Regions from separate parts of the Sus scrofa genome. Here region 2 is linked to region 1. A link is a contact called in public HiChIP or PLAC-seq data. All regions are on one chromosome and are shown on one strand. Each heading gives the region's core, a stretch centred on a gene start, on an enhancer-like site or on the middle of the called end of the contact. The rest is flanking DNA. Distances are from core to core; before and after follow the strand shown.

Region 1 (6,922 bases), core at 4,359-6,858:
AATTCAGTTTCTGAGTTACACTAAGCACGTTTCAAGGACTTAGTAGTCACATATGGCTACACTATTGGACAAGACATAATACTTTCATCATTGAAGAAGTTTCTCTTGGACTATGTTGGAACCAGTTATTTTCCAGACACGGACCAGTTAAGGGCTAAGGTTTTATTTAAACACCTAAATTTTCTAAGGGCTTTGACTTTTGATTCTTGCCAACACAATGTAGGGTTAAATCCCAACTGTAGAAGCCAGAAGTCACAACTCAAAGACCAGCCACTTGGGAAGAAGACTTTCCCACTGTCTCCAATGACTTCTCAAAGACCATGGCTTCCAGATGTTCTGGTGACCAGAACAACACTCTTTGTAACACTCTGTTCCATTGATTGAAATATCAGAACCATTGTTCACCCAGAATGAGTGTGAGAATTTGAGGGTAGGTACTCAAACTGGGAGATTGGGTCTCATCCTACTTAGGCGTGGGAAAATCACTCCAACTATCAGAATATAAATAAAACAAGGACAATTAATGAGCAGCAGGGTCTGGGAACTGGATTCAAACCAACCACCCACCTGCAGTTCCTCCTAGATCTTATGCTATAATGATGAGGAAAAGAATAGAAGGGAAAGAAACATGTGTTTAGTGTCATGTTCTCAGGCTGAGCAAATAAACCCCTCCCCCTTCTTGGTCCCTCTGTCTCAAGGGAACCCAATATAAAATTAAACCCCAGGCTTGTTCCAATAATTTGAGGAGATAAACTTGAAAATTTTCAAAATACACGTTCACTTTGAATAAGCACCTAAAGTTACATGCTCTCCAATCTTACACAAGCTCCCCACTTAAGTCTCTGGGGGCTGAAAGTTTGGCAGTGAAAACAAACATTCTCACAGATTTCTTATCCTTCCTCCTTCCATTTAAATTTTAACTTCCTCGAAACGGACTTTTGGATTCCATTTCAGCACGTCTTCTCCTAGTCCTAATAGGAGTATGGAAATATGAGAAGAAAATAGTAGCATGAAAAGAGATTTTCAATTTCTATAGGTTCCCAAAATAGCCCAGTTTGAGGTTTGTAGGAAGACATGGAGTCATTTTTCATTTGATATGAACTGTCTTATCTCTGCTTTGGAAATGTAGCCATTTGTGTCCAGTGGATACCCAAGTGACATGGAAGTCGTTCCCAACTCTCTATCCTAAGAAGCAGCCTTTGGAAGGGCTTTTGTCCTATTAATTTATTCATTCCCTTGCTTAATAGACATTTATTGAGCAGTTGCTCTGCACTAGGGAAAGTGTCAAGTGTAATTTTTACAAACACTAATTTGAAGAAATGGCATCTTAAGGAGCTCTAGAGATAGTGAGATGTGGTGAGTGCTAAGATGGGATATTGCACAGAGGAGAGGCACCCTGTGAAAAATGGGTGGAATTTGAGGGGAATGTGTTCTAAGAAAGCTTCCTTCAGGGGGGGATACTTGAACGGAGTCTTAAACGGTAGCTGTGAATCAGCCAAACAGTGAAGGTGGGGAGGACTTTCCCAGCACAGTGAAAAGGGAGAAGGGCACAGTGTTTACAGCAGGACAGATAAACTGGTAAGGTTGATACAGTAAATCAGGCAGGCAATAAAGCTGGAAAATTAGGTTGGGTCAGATAATAAGAGGCCCTGTATTTCATTCTGAAGTTGATATAAAGCCACTGAAGGCTTTAACCATGATAATGACAAGAAAGACTCATGATTTCAGAGAGATTAATGTAGTATACTTGTAGGGGCTGGACTCAAAGGGAACATATGAGAAGGAAGAGAGAGACGAAACAGAGGGTGGCTACAGTGCCTCAAATAAGAATGTAATGCTTAAACCTAGGGAATATTGAAGGTCTAGGAAGTACCTAATGATATGATTTCAATAAATAGTAGGAGGTAAATATTCAGGGTCAGTTAACCCATAGGACAAAAGGAAGGGAGTGAGGACTGTTTCAATGAAAATTCAGTGATTAAAAAGTAAACTCATCTTTTTAAGGTTTGCTTTGAGGGAGGGATGATTATTATCAGAACATCTATCCTGGCATCTGAAATATAAAATAGATGAAACATTTTTCAGGCACGAAAAAGTGGAAGAGCACATCTGGGATTTTCTATCCACATCTCAACTGATACTCATTATCCTCGAAAGCCTTGTTTGCCTCTCAGATTAGTATTCTCTTTTCTAGATTTCAATGACTCTCAAAACAAACAAGCAAAGAAATCTAAGACATCATTTGCTATGTGGAATATTTTGGCATCAACCTATATAAGACCTTTTTGGTCATTTAGTCAACAGTGTATACTGAGATTTATTACGTGCTAAGCATTGTAGGTACAAGAAAAAAATAGACCGATACTCTGTTCAATTCGATTATCTCATTTTTCTCTGCATGCTTATTTGAGTGTTTGCTGATACCTAGTTATTATCATCATACATTGGCACAGTTGTTCTCAAAATGAAGCATGATAAGAATCAGTAGAGGGCTTGTTAAATTAATTTCCAGGGTCTTAATCCCAGAGATTATGATTCAGAAGGTCAGTCTGTGCAGGGTCCATGAATTTTCATTCCTAGCAATTTTATGCTTGCTACCAATATCGCTGATCTAAGGACCACACTCTGAGAATTATCAGTTTACAGCCTTGAGCAAGAGTAACTCTGATTTGTAAAGCAATGTAAGGTTCTTTGCTGTAGTCCTAAACCATCCATAACATGAAATTGACGTCAATGGGAATTTCACAGGCCACAAAGGTGTCACACTGAAGCCTTAAGTGTTTATGGCCAACCCCTCACCACCTAGCTCTCACCTCCTGTTTATCAGCTGCATTTCCCTTTGGGTATTGCTGTTGCTATTGGTCTGTAAGTTGCTGCAGTTACGGCTCTTGATGAGGTCAAATGGTCCCAGCTGGAGAGATTTGAGAAATGGGAGCAAACTTGCCTCTGTCTAAATTTCTTTTAGCCTGAGTTTGAAAGTCAAAGATTAATAACCCTGGAGAAAGTGTCGAGATTTGCCAAATATTACCGGACAGTGGGAAGCCTGCAATGGTCAGCTCAGGGGCTGTCATGCAGTCAGCCCAGACCACAAAAAAGATAAATGGGTAAGAACTTGTCTCATGGTAGCATTTTGATTTTTTTTTTTTTTTTTTTTTTTGCATTGTGAATGTAATGTTTTACCAAATGCCTAGCTTTGGATTTGTTTTTTTATGAATGGTTTCAAATTGTGGATTGCTTCAAGGAAGAGTTCAGCCCCTTCAGTTTGTTTATTCATGATATTCAGGAGTTTTTCCAGTCTTTGCTTCAGGTATATACTTTTCAGTCTCACATACAGAAAAATCAAGCAGGAAATTATTGAGTAATTCAGGTATCAAGTGAAAAGAGAGCAACGGGAGTAGAAAGAAGGGACAAATTTAAAGGATATTATAAAGAAAATGGTGAAAGACTTGGCTTCTTTGACAGGGGCGCTATGTGGGATGAGACGAGGTAGTTAAAATTAACACTCAGGCTTCCAACTCTTTTGATCTTTATGGCATCAGTTACATAAAAATAAGAATTGAGGAAGGATTGGTATAGGTCAAATGCTGAGTTCTGTCTCTTACATCCAGGTAGTAGTGGTGCAGCCGAGTGGAAGTGGTTTGAAGTTGCTGGAAATCTGGGACTCTAGTTGGGGTGAGAACAGTGGCTCAGAGGAGCCTGCTGGGACACCCCTGCCTAGATGTGGAAAATGAAGCCTGGGCCATGATGATTTCATGGAGAGAGAGCCTGTGAAGAGACAATCCAGGGATTGAGGACTGAACCCTAACAGTTCCTCTAGAAGCGTTCCAGATAAGTTCTTCTTGGATTTGATACCTTTGTGTATTTGGAGTTCATGTGTTGGTTAAAACGTAAAAGGCATTTCCTGAACACAGGAGAGGGTAGCCAATGGAGAGATACCCTGCATGCCTGATGGTGTGCCCACCTGTATAGAGAACACGGCTTCATTTGCATGGCACAGAGGCTGACTTGAGGACATCTTCAGCCCTCTCAGACAATCATAATAAAATAGTATGAAACAACATGCAAACTACCATTAAAATGTCTGTAACTTTCCTCTTTTTTTCCATATCGTTCATGCCCCATGATATTGATGTGGGGATACTTTCCAGCCCACATTTGAAAAGCCTCCCCTGAAGTTGCAAACCCAATGGTTTGGAAGAGAGATTTTAAATAACTCAAAATATACAGTGTAAACAAGCTGGCCTTTTAGTATGAAGTGTACTAAATTAAAGAAACCAGATGCTTTGGTTGGCTTGGAACAGCTGGATTATGATTGGCTCTCCTTCACTAACCATTTTCTTTGGAGCTCCTCACCTCTTTCTACTCCTCCTCTTCCTCCTCCTTTCTCCTTCTTGCCCTCTTCCTCTCTCTTTTTCTGTCTTCCTCAGCTCCCCTGCTCTATCTGGTCTTTGTTTACAGACAGCCATAAACACATCAGAGGCAGGAAACATATCTCCCAAATATCCAATGGTTTCTGAAAATAGAGTTTGTGAATTTAAATTGTGTGCCTGTACTCATAAAAATTTGCTTACTGGAAACCTGGTGTGAGAATCTGAATCACACCTTCAATCATAGTTCTTAATGTGAAGGACTTTTCTATGTAACAATTTTATTTGACTTAAAAATTAAACATTAAAATATTCCTCTTTCAATCCTACTAACTGGGACATTTTATAGCGTCTCTAGGAAATCACTTCGATCCATAAATCTTCAACTTATTTATTCATATAAAAAATTCCCACAACCCTCTGAGAAAGAGGGTCAAACCCAAATATCCCAGTTCCTTAAAAGTTAGATGAACCTCAGTGAAGCTGAGTGGCTTCCCCTGACCCAGAAGCTTTTACTGGCCAAAGCTGTATTATCTCAAATCAGTTGATACCTTGGGAAATTACTTAATGTGGATTGAATTCCACTTCCATGTGAAATATCGGGAGAACCGTACCAGAAATGGACTTTCAGCTTGAACTCCGGGGTGGGATCTCCAGGAAGGAAAGGAAAGAACCGAAAGAGAAGTCTCACCACCTGAGAGATCAATCCTCTTGCCTCAGTGATTAATATGACTGAGAGTTGGGGGCAGTTTCATGTTTCTGAGATTTCAGATAAATACCAGTAGTCTCTGTCAGTAGGCTTAATCGTGGCTTAGCTAATAGAGGTGGTTGTGAAACAATTTGTAAATATAAAGTCTTCTGTTAAGTATTAGGTGTGTCAAGCAGTTGCCAGATACTGCCTCACAACTGTGAAATCCTATTGTGTTTTGACCAATATAAACACAATAAAAGAATGATTTTGTAAGCCGGAACATCTAAAATGTACAAGTATTTATGTTCTCCCTTTAGGGAGATTTTTTTTTTTTTTTTTTTTTTTTTGTGCTTCTGTAAATCAAAGCCTAGGAATACAACTGATTCCATATAATTGGTGGGGAGGGGTGGCATCATTTCATTTTATTTCAAGGAGGTGGAAAAGACACTCCACAAATTCTCCAAGGCCTCTTTTTCTGTCCAAAACATCCATCACCCTCTCCTCTTCCTTTCCCTCTGGGTCTCAGCTCCAGGCCAGCTAATGACTGGCCACTATGGCTTAGTTCTGGCACTTGCAGGACAGAGTAGAATGGGCACGGCACAGCCTGGAGATGATCATTCCAGTGTTTTTCCCACCCCAGTTAAGCCTGACAATAAATCTTTTCCAAAATGCGCTGTTATATTGGACACATTTCAGAGGATCTTAAAGCAGCAACTGATGCACCCAAGATGTAGGACCTTTTTGTGGGTGAGCCTTTGATGCCACAGTCTGACTTAGCTTCCCAGCCCTGAAACAGGAAAAGAAAAATACATCTACCACCCTTTCCTGCCGCATCATTCACTTCTCAGAAGCAGGAGAAAAAAGAATGATTCTTTTCGTAAAAACTACACACAGAGAATGCGTCAGGAAATTCATTTGTGTGTCTTGACTTTGCATACTTCTGCCAAAGGTGCTGTCCTAGTACTAGTCTGTTTTGAAATTTATGGGGATTTGTGAAAAGCAAAGGCAAAAACTTCTAAGCTGGTAGCCCAGTTGGTCTTGCTTTTGTAATTCACGGGGAGGCTGAGTGCTCAGAGAAACAGCTCCCTGCCTGGCTGACTTTCGGTTTCTGGAATCAGTTAACATCCCCAGGCAGATATGGAAATCTTGACTTTCATCAGTAGGATGCTGATTATCCAGGGGATGCAAGGCTAAAAACAAAGAATTGAGGCAAAATAGTGGAAAGAAGAGTCAGTATTGAAAGGGAAAGGGAATTTATGAAGCTCTCACCCTTTTCCCAGAACAGATGCCCATGTAATACTGGGAAGTGAATGTTAGGCATTGTATTTACTGCGTGTCTTTGTCCCACTTTCATCCCTGGCTTCGCTGTATCTACCTCACTGGGCGACCACAAGATGACAGAGTGAGAAGTGGCCTCTGCACTGTTTTAGAATTCATGTCACCTGCAGGTGGTTATTAAACTCTGAGCTTTGTGAGTTTTTTGGGTTATTGTCTTCAAAATGTTTGCCCCACATGCCTGTATGGTGTTGCTTTATCAGCCAGATTTCATGATCTCCTGCTGGGCTGTAATTGCTTCTTTTTTACATAGGTCTTTTTAATATTTGTCCAATGGATAGTTCTTCCGCAGCGCTTCCTAATAGGCCCCACCAAGATGTGTCTTTGTCCAAAGGGACCTTTTCCATTATTGTATTTTCTGTGTTTGGATTGTGTATCTGGGTAACCGGAGTTATAACTCCTGCACTTGGAGAATATTCTAGTACCCTGCACCTCTCTGAATAGTCTGTACCAGTCTTCCGAATCTCCTCTTACACTGGTTTTCCTTTCCAGATCTAGCACGATGCAACTTATACTTTCACTATTCAAG
Region 2 (6,892 bases), core at 113-2,612, 460 kb before region 1:
TACAAGGGCTAAGTAGTTATGATAGAAATCATATGACCTGCAAAGTGAAAAATATCTACTATCTAGCTCTTCATAGAAAAAGTTTGCTATCCCTTGCCTAAGACTGTCAGAGTATGATTGTGTTCCCATGATTGCAAGGCAAGTTTAGCACAAGACCCAGGATTAAAGATCTAGACCTTTGTGTGAGCAGTTGAGGAAGCCACTGCCTCAGGTGAGAACCTGAGGATGTCAAGACCCTTAAAGATGAAGTCCTAGACAGATTTGTCTGAAACCATTCCAGCTCTGGAATTTTCAGCTCTTGAAGTCAATACCTTATTTAAAATCTTAAATTAGCTAGAATTGGTTTTTGTTGCTTGTAGCCAAAGAAACTTAAGGGATAAAGTCATTTTGAAGAAATCCCGCTTTAGGTGTGGAGGGAACAGGATTAATTAGTTCCCAAGATCTTTGCCTTATGGTGAAAACAGCAGACACCTGGCAGAAGATGCAAAATCCATCCTAATAGCGCCCTCTAAGACCTGAATTTGTCCTGTTCTGGGAGAAATCCTAGAAGCTCAAGAGATGAAATTAGTGTCTAAGACTTTCACTTTTATTACATGTCTATGTCTTCCCTAGGTATAAATACCAGGGGTCTTCAGGACTTAGGATTTTTATATTCTCGTACTGGAATTACCCATATACTACATGCTTTATCTTGTATAGACGCTTCAATATCAAATATAAACTTACAGTCAAATAAGACTATAAATACATGTAATATTTTGATTTTAATATTTTTAGAAATTTAAATCTATTTTTTTTCTTATTAAATCCACACCCTGCCACTTAAGCTGCAAAGCATGTTTTTGCTTAGTAACCTAGGGAAAGGTTGTGACATGGTAGGAAACAAAATAAAGAAACCAAAGAGACCCACACCTTTAAAGTGATGGCACGCCTCTGGGTGTGGACAAATTATTTGCATGAAATACCACTTGTAAGGGTTGCTTTTTGCTTCTGAAGAAGGAAAGATTCTCCAGAGTATATACAGGAAAGAAAGGGAAAATTGAAAGAGAGAGGGTAATGGCAATACAAATGGATGGGCCTTAGACAGAGGGTTTCTGAACTGCTGGCGGCCTGGCGAGGGCATCTTTCTTAGGTTCTCTGACTGGACCCAGGAAGCTTTCTGCACCTTCTCTGGCCTCTACTATGTGGTGTGTGGGCTGCACTGCCATGCCTAGGTAGGCCTGGGTAGATCCAGGGGAAGCTGGCAGGGGTGTGTGGTGTGAGGGTGCTAGACGGGGAGATGAACTATAGCCCTCAGGCCTCCGTTTGTACTCCTCCTTCTCTCCCTCCATGGTACAGCCAGTCTGGCCGGCCCTGCTTTGACAGAAACCCAGAGAAGTGGCAAAATTCCCAGGTAGAGTTTTGAGAGAGAAGAGTTCTAAATTTATTGAATAGAATTTTCACGACCTTTTGCTCCTCCTGCAACATCAGAGTTTAACATGGAAATTAAATTGAGTCAAAGAAGACAATTTCTCGCAACCTGAGTTTATGGATGAAGATTGATGACCTTCTAGGTCAGATATATTTGTCTGTTAGTTTGGAAAATCAAGAGCTGACTTCACTTCTCAGTCATTCCAAGTACGACAGTGACATTTTGGCTGCACACCAGCAGCCAACAGCATGCAAGTGTTAGCACAGGTTATTTGTATTTCATGTTTCTAGATTTTGCTTCATTGCAACATTGCTGTTCATTTTGAAAAACTTTTTTATTCATTTGATTATGAGGTCTATTCTTGATTGAGAAAGGGTGAATCACAGGTTTCATTAGGAAGCTCTTAAGAGAGATTTTCATTTTCTTTACCATGGAACCAATGAGATAGTAGAACAAGAATACATTAATCTGTATAATTGTTTCCCTCCTCTAATACATAGCAGGTTTTGTGGAAATATTAACACAACAGCTGTGCTGAATAATTCTTCTTCAACCAAACAAAGGACAATGTGATTAATCTATTGTATTTCTAAAATCTCCTGTTTTTCTCATCCTTCACTCAGGGAAAAAAGGGAGGTGAGAAAACAGAAAGTGAGCTATGGTGAAAGCTTTTCACTGGCAAAGTAACAGGAGGCCCTCGATGTTACTTCTGGCCCAAAGGAAAGTAGGTGTCTTATGGGTCAGTGGTTCTCAATCAGGGGCTGTTTTGCCCACGAGGGTATTTGACAAGTTCTGGAGACATTTCTGGCCGTCATTTCTGGTGGGGTGGAGAAACGAGGAAGGGGTGCTATTGGAATCTAGTGTGAGCAGGCCAGAGATGCTGCTAAATATCCTACAATGCAAAGGAGGGTCCCACCCCAACAGAGAATTCTCTATCCCCAAATATCAACAGTAGTGGCAAGGTTGAGAAACCCTGCTCTTGAGGTAATCAGGAAAGGAGATAAGATTTAAACAAGTTAGTGGGATGGCAGGGTTTTTTCAGAATGAGAGGAGGCACATGGACATCTTTGAAAAACAAGGAAAGAAGAGGAAAGTATTTGAAGAGTTAGATAATTCTTTTATATTTGAGGCAAATTTTAAAGGGAGATTCTGTCTGAATGTGTGTATTCTTACCAACTTTTTAAGGAAAGAATAAAATTCCTTGAAATCAGTATTATGGTTGTTAAAATCACAAAAAGAAGACCATGATTATGTTTCACAATTTGGCGTGCTCATCCCATATGATAATTTATTTTTATGCTGAGTGGAAATAATGTGTAAACAAAACTATGGAAGTGGGAGAGCAGGGGATATTGTCACCTGGCTAGATTGTATAGACCAGTGAATTACAGGGGAAAAGGTATCCTGAGCATGTGGGAAAGGTCTTCAATGGCAATAATGGGGTTTGAGTTCACTCAGCAGAAGTGGGGTGAGAAGCAGGAAGGGGATGTATTAGGGTTCTCCAGAGAAACAGAAACACTAGGATATGTGGTTTATCTACATGTTTAGATATATATGCATAGAGAGAGAGACAGAGGGATTTTAAGGAATTGGGTCATATGCTTTGGAGGGCTGGAAAATCCTAAATCTCTAGAGCAAGTTGGGAAGCTGGAGATTCAGGTAAGAATTAATGCTTTGGTCTTGAGTCCAAAGTCTTGAAATTTACACAGAATTTCTGCATTTGGAGGCAGAATTTCTTCTGAGGGCTGTGAGAGACAATCTGTTCCAAGCTTCCCACCCAGCTCCTGGTGTTTTGTTGGCAATCTTTGGCTTGTAGAAGCATCTCTGTGAGCTCTTTCTTCATCTTCACACGATGTTCTCCCTGTGTGTGTCTGTGTCCAAATTTCCCCTTTGTCATAAAGACACCTGTCATATTGGATTAGGTCCCACCCTAATGACCGCATATGAACTTCACTAATTAACTTAATTACACTCTCAGTGACCCTCTTTCCAAATAAGTTCACATTCCAAGGTACTAGGGGTTAAGAGTTTAACACAAATTTTTGGAAGACACAGTTCAACCCGTAACAGGGCACTGCAGAGAGGAGAGACATTTTCTGAATTATTCTTGTACTGGCAGCATTGCACAGATTTCTTATTTTTCAGGGACCTCAGTCAGAAGAAAATCCTGCAGTAAAGGTAAATAGAGCAGAGTCTTAAAATATTTATAAATCTCTTTTTGCTATGATAATATAATATAAAAAACTACATTATAAAACAGAGAAAGCAAAAATGTTATATTGCTCACAGAAAGAATCAGTTTAGCAGTAATAGATACATCTTTACTGGAAAATATATTTTTAATAAACGTGGGAATCATACTCTTCTGCAGTTACCCCCCCCCTTTTTTTTTAAACTTTGAAGTGTATTTTGGACATCTTTTAATAATAGTATATAAAGAGCTATGGATTCTTTTTTATGAGTGACTAGTGTTCCATTGAAGAGTGTACCTACCATACTTGTGTAACAAATCGCTTAATGAGGACTATTTGTTTTTGTTTTTGTTTTCCACATTTTTAGTTTTATAAGAAATTCTACAGTCATTGTAATTAAACATGCATGTTTGTACACTTATGCAGGTATTTTCTCTTGGATATATTTCTAGAGGTAGGATTATTAAAACAAAGGGTGTAGCCATTTAAAATTTGACATTTCTAAATATTATACAAAATTTTTCTATCAATTTTTCCCATTAAAAATGTAGAAATCATAATGTTAGTTCCTACGTAGAAAAAAGTAAATAGGTCATACCGATACTGCTTTAATGACTCCTATATTAATTGAAGAGTAGGTGCTGTAGTTTTATTAATGTGCACTTATTTGTCCTTTATAGACCTCTGGTCAGAAAATCTTAGCTTATTGCTAAGATTTGGGCTTCCTTCCAGGAGTTTGGGATTAAATGCTGGTCACATCGCTACCAAAGTGTTCAATTTTATTCATCCATTTGTATGAATATTTGTCATCAAAATTGTACCTCTTATAGCCCACTATTTTATTTTCACCTTCTCAAAATGAATACAAAATGTATATTAAAACCATAATATTTGGTTACCATTTAAAATGCTCAAAATATGAACCCTAAGCAAGAGTGTATAGCCCTAGAAAACCCAAATAGTTTTAATACTTTTTTTCTGGACCTTCTTCTTAGCCCCCTGACGTGTGGGTCTCATGCCAAGTGTGAACTCCTTCCTACTGTTTTGTTTGGCTAGAGCCAAAAATCATGTCTTGCCAAAGGATTTCTAGTGAATTGAGTCTTTTGGAATGTGAAGGAATCCAGATCATGGAGGAGGTCTGGCTAGGGCTAGTACTCCAGGATATTGTCATCTCCAGTCATAATTTTCTAAAACAGCTTGCTATATCAATATCAACGTTATATCAGGCTATTCCACCAGCAGAGTGGACTTCAGCCATGGAGACACAAGGACCAGTGAGACTTGGAAATCCTGAGGTCTGGCAGTCAATTTCTAGGGGCCATTCAGAGGATACAGAATGCCAGGCACAGGGTCAAGTCTCAGAGCATGGCTGTAGAATTGGGGGCAGAGGAATGGAAAGCCAGTTTGGGTTCTTTTCCTAGGAGGCACGTTCCGTTACCACATCAAGAACTTTTACAACAGGGACCAAAACAAACTGGAGAGGGAATGGGTTTAGGTTCTGGAGACACTTACTGAAACTTCACATCCAGTGTATGACTTTTTCTGATTTGCTTTTTGAAACAAAGTCATTGCTGTCATGTTTTTCCATACACATCTGTTTTCTGTGCCAACTGAGGGGTGATGATATAGCACTTAGCACTTAAAACAAAAATGTGCTATTGCTTCTGTGAGTCTCTTCCAAGTTGTATCTCTTACCCATTCTGATACTGTGTTTATCTTACTACAAGGTGACAGTGAAAGGTGTTCAGTTAATGAGTAGAACTTGTATTTCTTCTGAAGTGGTTCTGAAATGGTTATTATTGAGGAAGATGTGGAGAGGTTGTAGTTATCCATTCATCCAGGAATAACAATCAGATTCACCCACAGCTTTTGTGAGATACCATCAATAGCAAGTAAATTTTCAACTTCAGGAATGTTACAATGTGCATCTGAGAATTTAATGAAAGATGGTAATTAAATTATTTTTATTTAAGGAGTTTAACCATTGATTCCTTAAATAATTCAGCGAATGTTTACTGAGCACTTTTATGTGTAAGATCCTGAGCTAAACCCTGCCATCCATTTTATTTGTTGTTTGCATATTTGCCCCTTCTTTCAGATTTCTTTACTAGTTTACCTAGTAATTTACGAAATTTATACTTTCTTCCAAAGACTGACTTCAATTTATTTGTTAATGCTATTTTCCATTTCATTATTTTCCCTTTTCATTCTTATTGTTTCCTTTTGTTTATTTTGTGTTTTTTCCCAACTTTCTTATTTGGATGCCTTATGAATTTATTTCATTTTTAGTAATTTAGATATATAAGTTTTATGTGCTCAAGCCATATCCTGTTGTCTCTGACATGTGGTTTTGAACTATTGCTATTTCCTAGATAGTTGGTGGTTTCAATTTAGAATCAAGAAATTATATTGGAAAAAATTAATTGTAGCAGATTATTTAATATTTCTAATATTGTGATTAATTTCCATGTCTGTTGTAGTAGAAAACTTTTTTTTTTTTTTTTTTTTTTTGTCTTCCTAGGGCCTCACACACAGCATATGGAGGTTCCCAGGCCAGGGGTCGAATCCGAGCTGTAGCTGCCAGCCTGTGCCACAGCCACAACAATGCCAGATCTGAGCTGCATCTGCAACCTACACCACAGCTCACAGAAACACCGGATCCTTAACCCACTGAGCGAGGCCAGGGATCGAACCTGCAACCTCATGGTTTCTAGTCGGATTCGTTTCTGCTGTGCCACGACGGGAACTCCAACATTATGTTATTTTTGCTTTCAGGAACTTATTAGATTTTTTGTAGCCTAAGATATTGTTAATTTCAAAAATGTTTTTTGTACATTTGAGAAGTGCATTGAGTGTGATTTAAATTAACATTTGTCTTATTGGTTAGGCCATTTGGTTTATCATTATTTTTTCTTCCACTTAAGTTGTTATCACCGAGGGAGATGAATTAGTCTCCCATATCTATTTGTATTTTTATGTTTCTTTTTCTTTTTTTCCCCCCATTTTTAAAGGGTTTTTTTTGTTACTTGGTGCATAAATACTCATGGCTGTCACATCCATATTGTGGGTTGCTGTTATTATTCTAAAATGCTTCTCTTTGCCATATCTGGTGCTTTTTGATGTGTGCTTAACATTATCTGATACTACTATCATTACTTTGCTTTCTTTGGTTTATGTTTTCCAGATAGGTCTTTGCTGCTGTTTTAATTTTCAATTTTACTGTCTCACTTCATTTTAAACTTAGCTTTTCAGTACATCATGGTCTGTTTTTTTTTAATTGATATTTCCC

What was found. HiChIP or PLAC-seq counts read pairs in DNA pulled down with a chosen protein or histone mark.
Region 2: a contact with region 1 is called in an H3K27ac HiChIP or PLAC-seq map of skeletal muscle, with 6 times the contacts expected there. The contact joins two enhancer-like sites. A contact is called at or near these places in 1 of 47 Hi-C or Micro-C datasets (fetal heart ventricle) and 1 of 2 datasets of contacts at active chromatin or transcription factors (skeletal muscle).

What each region holds. Positions count from the first base shown.
Region 1 is chr1:28,070,112-28,077,033 of Sscrofa11.1, reverse strand. The region is part of intron 3 of PDE7B (cAMP-specific 3',5'-cyclic phosphodiesterase 7B); the gene reads left to right. Among named protein-coding and RNA genes, the nearest start is that of MTFR2, 160 kb to the right of the region's middle. Within about 2 kb of position 5,608, at least 9 of the 83 cell types and tissues checked have an H3K27ac peak or open chromatin away from gene starts, as enhancers often do. A contact at or near this core is called in skeletal muscle, where this site is marked.
Region 2 is chr1:28,529,186-28,536,077 of Sscrofa11.1, reverse strand. No RefSeq gene overlaps it. Among named protein-coding and RNA genes, the nearest start is that of AHI1, 34 kb to the left of the region's middle. Within about 2 kb of position 1,362, at least 4 of the 83 cell types and tissues checked have an H3K27ac peak or open chromatin away from gene starts, as enhancers often do. A contact at or near this core is called in skeletal muscle, where this site is marked.